2 separate regions of the Sus scrofa genome follow, and region 2 is linked to region 1. The links are chromatin contacts, called in public HiChIP or PLAC-seq maps. All regions are on one chromosome and are shown on one strand. The core of a region is the stretch at or near the end of the contact, and the rest is flanking DNA. Distances in the headings are between cores, read along the strand shown. Region 1 holds the start of NFATC3 (nuclear factor of activated T-cells, cytoplasmic 3). Region 2 overlaps NFATC3 (nuclear factor of activated T-cells, cytoplasmic 3).

What was found. HiChIP or PLAC-seq counts read pairs in DNA pulled down with a chosen protein or histone mark.
Region 2: a contact with region 1 is called in an H3K27ac HiChIP or PLAC-seq map of skeletal muscle. The contact joins the enhancer-like site here to the promoter of NFATC3 in region 1. A contact is called at or near these places in 11 of 47 Hi-C or Micro-C datasets (alveolar macrophages, blood, embryonic fibroblasts and 3 more) and 2 of 2 datasets of contacts at active chromatin or transcription factors (alveolar macrophages and skeletal muscle).

The regions. Positions count from the first base shown.
Region 1 is chr6:28,664,504-28,667,844 of Sscrofa11.1, forward strand. NFATC3 (nuclear factor of activated T-cells, cytoplasmic 3) reads left to right here and starts at 1,955. Exons shown (of 10, transcript XM_021094122.1): 1 at 1,955-2,443. The coding sequence starts at 2,341.
Region 2 is chr6:28,713,714-28,717,212 of Sscrofa11.1, forward strand. NFATC3 (nuclear factor of activated T-cells, cytoplasmic 3) reads left to right here. Exons shown (of 10, transcript XM_021094122.1): 3 at 1,104-1,266. Among named protein-coding and RNA genes, the nearest start is that of NFATC3, 49 kb to the left of the region's middle. Within about 2 kb of position 2,053, at least 1 of the 83 cell types and tissues checked has an H3K27ac peak or open chromatin away from gene starts, as enhancers often do. A contact at or near this core is called in skeletal muscle, where this site is marked.

The sequences.
Region 1 (3,341 bases), core at 705-3,204:
GGAACACATCCTGAAACTGCATTGTTTTATGAGGAGGAGGATGTGAACTGGTGAAGCTTCTGGGGCCTTTTACTATATTAAGGGTCATGTTACATATAGACCAGCCATCTCCCTGGGCAGAAGTTTGCAGTTAGTGTGGCGTTGGGGCTCTAAATTCCACACTTAGGTCTTCAAAGTTGAGATCCTGTGAAGGCAGGACAGCTTATTGGAAGGATATTTCACCTACTTAATGCCATTCGCTCTCTCTCCTTGACTACTGTTACCTTCTGCTTCTATCCTCTCCACTCAATTCAGTGATTCGTTCAGAATTCTGAACATGGAAGTCTGCTGCTCTAAACCCTTTCATGGCTCCCCACTGCCCTCAGGAATAAGTCCAGATACCTTGGAGTGGCATGCAGCACTCTGGCCATTCATCTGGTCTTACCTTTGCTTTCTGTTCACTGCATATACTTTCTGGTCTCTGAGTCTTTGGATATCTGTTCTCTGCAGGGAACCATTGTACTCCTTGTCCATCTCTCCAAATACCTCCTAGACTCTTGGGAAGCCTGCAGCCAGGGGGATTATGTACCTTCTCTGAGCTCTTGGCACAGCCCTAATCTCTGCACAGTGATTATAGCTTTGCTGGCCTCCCCTCCCTGATGCCTGAAGGGAGATTAATTTATCTGTGTCCCCAGGACCAGCACAGGTATGAGTACAGAGAACAGGGCAGGAAAAGTTTTATGACCTCAGGGATGAGCCAATCCACGATAAACGTCTCAAGTGCTCTCTCTGCATGATCCCAGTCCTCCTGACCTTAGGCCTAGTTGGGCTCTCCTCAGGGTCCCCTGGTAGCTCAGGTTGCCAGTCCACATATTGAGACATCTCTGCACTCTTCTCCAGGGCCTTTGGGATATGTTTGGGCTCTTGCACCTACACGCAAGCTTCTGAGCCACAGCACCCTGGTTACTCTGGCAGTGCACTTTTAAGGATGCTATGCCCCTCCGGGCCTGGAGCTAGGGGAGTTGGTCTCTGCCACCTCTCCCTGCTCTCGGTCCACCTTGTGCCTAAGTAAACAAGCCAGGCTCTGCGTCCCTGGGCATGGCCTCCACCCCAAGCCCCAGGAGGAGACGTCTTGGATCGTCTCAAGGGAAGACACGCCCGCTGGGGAGAGGCCGAGAGTGAAAACTGTTCTTCAGACAGTGTAATTTCCTCCCCACTAACGCGGTTCGACCAGCACGATCTCTCTGACTTCCGTGGATGTGCGACAAGATGCAGAAGACACGGAGCGCCTTGGGTGGTGCGAGTTCACCACAGGCTTTCCCATTCAGTCTGCCTGACTTCCAGCACGGGACAGACCTTGCTCATGGGGCTTTGCCGAGGCCTCGAACGCGCCGACTGTCCTGGAGGGAGCAGCTGCCAGGTTGGGTGGTGGGGACAGACAAAGACTCATCCAGCGGAGCAATGGCCCCGCCCCCCAGGGGTGGGTCTGTAGCGATGGATAGCTCAGACTTGAGACTCGCGCAACCCAGGTCTCCTCTGGCTCCGCCCCACCTTAGGTGGAAGCTCGATCCAGTCCCTGCCTTCTTCAGATTCCGCCATTGAGCTTGGGGTGAGGGTATGTGACATCCACGTACCCTCCCGGGCGCTGATACCTTCCCCAAACCCAGTCAGCAAGAATAACCCTACAGTTGCTCGTCAATGGAACCATAATCCCAAGGCTCTTGTGCTCCTTCCACGACATGGGGTCTGCCCAATAAGGAAAGGGATCTTCTCCGATTGGCTGGTGGTGGGCCCCTCAATCCAATTACGTTTTGGACCCCATACCGCGGTGCCGGGTCCTATTTCAGAAATAGTTGAAAGAATACAGGCCAAACTACAAGTCCCAAGAGGTAGCAGGGCTAGCTAGCGCTCCTTAGTCACGTGACTTCCTTCTGCGGGACTGAGTCACGCGGTAGGGCAGTGAGAGGGCGGGGCCGTCGGGCTAGCCCGCGAGGCCGGTGGCCTATGGGCTGCCAGGTCAGATGGGCGCTCGGTAGGGGGCGGGGCCGGGCGCGCGGCAAGGCGCGGGAGCGCGCCGGTGGTGGTGGCGGCGGCGGCTGTGGGGGGGGCGGGGAATATCGTCTAAGGCGACCGTGCCAGCTTGGGCACCGACGACTGGCGGTGACGGGGGTTCCTAGGGTGTTTCGGCCCGCGGCCAGTATTAGAGTTCGGAACGAAACGCTCGGCGTCGCGGTCCCCGCCCGGAAAGTTTGCTGTGGAGCTGCGACCTCCTGGCCGGCGCGGCCCGGCATGAAGCGGCGCTGAGGAGCCGCCGCCGCTGCCGCCGCCTGAGGAGGAGCCGCAGCACCCTGGGCCACGCCGATGACTACTGCAAATTGTGGCGCCCCCGACGAGCTCGACTTTAAACTCGTCTTTGGCGAGGACGGGGCGTCGGCGCCGCCACCCCCGGGCTCGCGGCCTGCAGGTGGGTGCCGGGCGGGGCGAGACCGCAGAGCGTCTACTCTTCTCGCTCTCATGAGCTCGTCCCCTCCCTATTCCTTTGGTTGTCCCAGGTCTGGTTGTCGTGTGTGTGTGTGTGTGTTGCTGAGGAGGCGTGTAGGTCGCAGCGACGTGGAAGTGGCCGCAGCTTGGCTGGAAGCAAACTGGAGGGGAACTCGACTCCGGGACGCTGTGGCCCCTGGACGCCCGGGGTTTGGAGTCTGAGGGTCCGGGCTGCTGCCCAAGTGGCGTCTGGTTGTCGCTGCTTTGCCAGCGTGGTGCGGAGGAAATGTCCCTATGAAGTGTAAGCAGGCTTGGTTTTTCGTCTATTCTAGGTTTTAAAAACAATCTTTATTTGAACGATGCGCATTCTGGAAGTGTAGGAGTTCTCTAAAATTCCAGCACATGTCTGTTTAAATCTACTTTGGTAGGAGAGTAATGCCTTAGTGTTAACGTCGACTTGTGCAAGTTTAATATGGCCCACATTTAATTCGAGCTGTAACTATAACGGGACTTTTCTGAAAACGATTTCTTTTCTTGAGCAAAGTGTTTCAGAAAATTTTAAGAAGTGGAGTACCTTGTTCGTAAATCTCCTAGAAAGTTCTGGAAGTACATTTTTATTTTGAGAAAAAGCTCACCTCACAAGATGTTTTAAAGGAGATCATGAATTGTGAAGAGTGGACACCATAATGCTTGGAGGTCAGACCAATCAGGAAATAGAAACAGGATGGCTGGGGACTTGGAGCTCTCCTGTGACCTGGTTTGGAATACTGTGGTTCATTAAGTTCAGTTTTCCTATTGCATTTGCAGGCGAATTTCAGAAGGAAGGTGGATATGTCTAATCTCCATTTATTCTTTCCGGGTATTAAGCGAATTACTTCATG
Region 2 (3,499 bases), core at 803-3,302, 49 kb after region 1:
TAGAGTTTTCATGTGGTGCAGCAGGTTAAGGATCTGGTACTGTCACTGCAGCAGCTCAGGTCGCTGCTGTGGTATGGGTTTGATACCTGGCCTGGGAACTTCCACAAGCTGCAGGTGACAATACCAGATCCTTAACCCACTGAGCCGCCAGGGAAATTCCATAGGTTTTTACCTCAAATTTTAATATGTTGCTAACTACAGAGGGAGGGGAAAAGCAATAGGGAGGAAGGGAGAAGCAACATGTGTGATCAACTGATTTCAATAGCTACACACCAAAGTGAGAGATATATGTCTGTTGAGACACAGGGGAGTTTGGATCCGTGGAGAGATGCTGATGGATATATACAGAGATAAGCATCTTTGCTGTAGGAAATGACATTATTATTTTGACTGTTTTTGTAATTACACATAGTTGAGATATAGTTAACAGTTTTTGTTTTGTTTTTTTTTTCTTTTTACTACTGCACATGTGGCATATGGAAGTTCCTAGGCTAGGGGTCAAATTGGAGCTGCAGCTGCAGGCCTGTGCCACAACCCCAGCAACACTGGGTCTGAGCCACATCTGAGACTTACACCACAACTTGCAGCAACACCAGATCCTTAACTGAGCGAGCCCGCATCCTCTCAGACACTATGTCAGGTTCTTAACCCACTGAGCCACAGTGGGAACTCCTGTTTACAGTTTTATAAAATGTTAGAATTTGTCCTTTTTAAAAAAAAAACCCGGAAATGAAAAAGTAGATAAAAATTGATTTTATTCTTCAGGTGAAAGTTATTTTTTAAATAGCCACCATAGCAAATGTTATAACTTACTGAATGAAGTATTATATGGTTTTTGTCTTTTTTGGCTGCTCTTGCAGCTTGTGAAAATTCCTGGGCCAGGGATCGAGCCTGTGCCAAAGCAGTGACCCAAGCTGATGCAGTGATCATGCCAGATCATTGACCAGCTGTGCCAAAGGAAAATTCCATAAGTGAAGTTGTTTTGGGAATACTTCATTTTGTAGATCACAGGAAGAAATGTTGGTACTTTCAAAGAAGTAATTTGAATCACTGCTTGACAATAATAGCATGGTGAAATGCGTCTTTGTGTGTTTTGTTTATAGCACATCTTCATTACCTCCACTAGACTGGCCTTTACCAACTCATTTTGGACAGTGTGAACTGAAAATAGAAGTGCAGCCTAAAACTCACCATCGAGCCCATTATGAAACTGAAGGTAGCCGAGGAGCTGTAAAAGCATCTACTGGGGGACATCCTGTTGTGAAGGTATGAGATTTGGTATTTTGTAGATATCATACAGCTGTTAATGAAAGAGTCTATTCAGTCAGGTACTATTGAGCCCAAAGAGAAAATTTTCAGACCTAGAAATCTTCTATTGAGGTTTTGTCTCCTTGTCGATATAGCAGCATTTCTGCATTGAGGTTTTTCTTTTTTTTGTTATTTGTTTGTTTTGTTTTGGCTAGGTTAAAAGATATTCTTCCTGGACTGACTCTCCAGCTGGTTAAACTCTGGGGAAAGAAGATTATAATGCTCAATAGTTGTTTTATGATTTAAAAAATGACTGTGTTGTTTATATGTACAATACATGCTTCTTTAAAATCGAAATAATACAGAAAACTAGAGCAAATAAAACAATAAATTAGCTAAAATCTAAATTCCTCAGATAACATTTGATTCATATTCCAAGTAGGAGTTCCCTGATGGCATAGTGGGTTAAGAATCCCATGGTGTCACTACTGTGGTGCAGGTTTGATTCCCGGCCTGGGAACTTCCATATGCCACAGATGTGGCCAAAAAGAAAATATCTGATTCCCTGTTTAAGGGGAGACTAACACTTTGGATATTATCAATATCATCAATGTTTTATATTCTCCCTGTGAGTGACATTTTTTTCTAATTTCCTTTCTTTTTTCTTTTTCTTTTTTTTTTTCCGTTTTTGGCCTCTCTGAGGCATATGGAGTTCCTGGGCCAGGAGTCACATCCGAGCTGTGGTTGTGACCTCCACCACAGCTGTGGCAATGCCGGATCCTTTAACCTGCTGTTCTGGGCTGGGGATTGCACTTGTGTCCTTGGCACTGCAGAGATGCTGTCGATCCAACTGAACCATAGCAGGAACTCCTAACTTGTTTCTTAAAGAAATAAATCATTCATTATACTTGAAATTACTGATTTAACCAGAGTATGTTTGGATGTTGATAGTTCCTTTTAGTTTCCCAGTGCATATGATGCTCCCTTTCAAATTGAGATTCTTCCCTACTGCAAGGAAAATCTACATTATGTATCTATATACATTTCCTATTCCATTTGTTTTGTCCTTTACTTCAGAGACTCCAATTGCTCCTCAGATCTTGACTTGTCTTTGTCCATCCTCCATATCTATGTTCTTTTCTCTGGATATTTTAATGTCTTTTTAAATCATTTATTGTGATTTTTTTTTTTTTTTAAGACTTCCTTTTTTTTTTTTTTTTTTTGGTCTTTTTGCTATTTCTTGGGCCGCTCCCGCGACATATGGAGGTTCCCAGGCTAGGGGTCAAATTGGAGCTGTAGCCACCAGCCTATGCCAGAGCCACAGCAACGCGGGATCCGAGCCGCGTCTGCAACCTACACCACAGCTCACGGCAACGCCGGATCGTTCACCCACTGAGCAAGGGCAGGGACCGAACCCGCAACCTCATGGTTCCTAGTCGGATTTGTTAACCACTGCGCCACGACGGGAACTCCGATGTTTTTGATATATTTGTCACTTGCTGCTTCTTTTTTTTTTGGTGGGGAGTGTCAAACCTGTGGCATTTGGAAGTTCCTGGCACAGCCACAGCAACACCAGATCTGACCTGTCTGCAGCCTACGCTGGCAGCTCAAGGCAACACTGGATCCTTAACCCATGGATCCTTAACTCAGTGAGCGGGGCCAGGGAATGAACTCTCATTCTCATGGATTCAGGTTGGGTTTGAACTGCTGAGCCACATCGGGAACTCCCTGTCACTTGCTGTTTCTAATTTAGCTTTTAGATCTGCGACTGTGTTTTGAATTTTAGAAGCAACGCTGTGTGGTTATGTTGTGAGCTACAAGGGAAGTCCTTGATTTTTGTTTGTTTTGTTTTTGTCTAAAAAGGACTGCACTCGTGGCGTATGGTAGTTCCCAGGCTAGGGGTCACATGGCAGCTACAGCCGCTGGCCTATGCCACAGCCACAGCAACGTGGGATCCAAGCTGCATCTGTAACCTACACCACAATGTCGTATCCTTGACCCACTGAGTGAGGCAAGGGATTGAACCTGCATCCTCATGAATACTAGTCAGGTTTATTTCCACTGCAGTACAACAGGAACTCCGGAAGTCCATGTTTTGAATTTTAATTTGGTTCCTTGGCTCCACTTTCCAGTCATTTGATATTTTATCACTTTATTGGTCTCATGGTTTATGTTATTTTATTTTATTTTTATTTTTAGGGCTGCACCCACAGCATATGGAAGTTCCAGGTGTGGAGTCAAATCAGAGCTA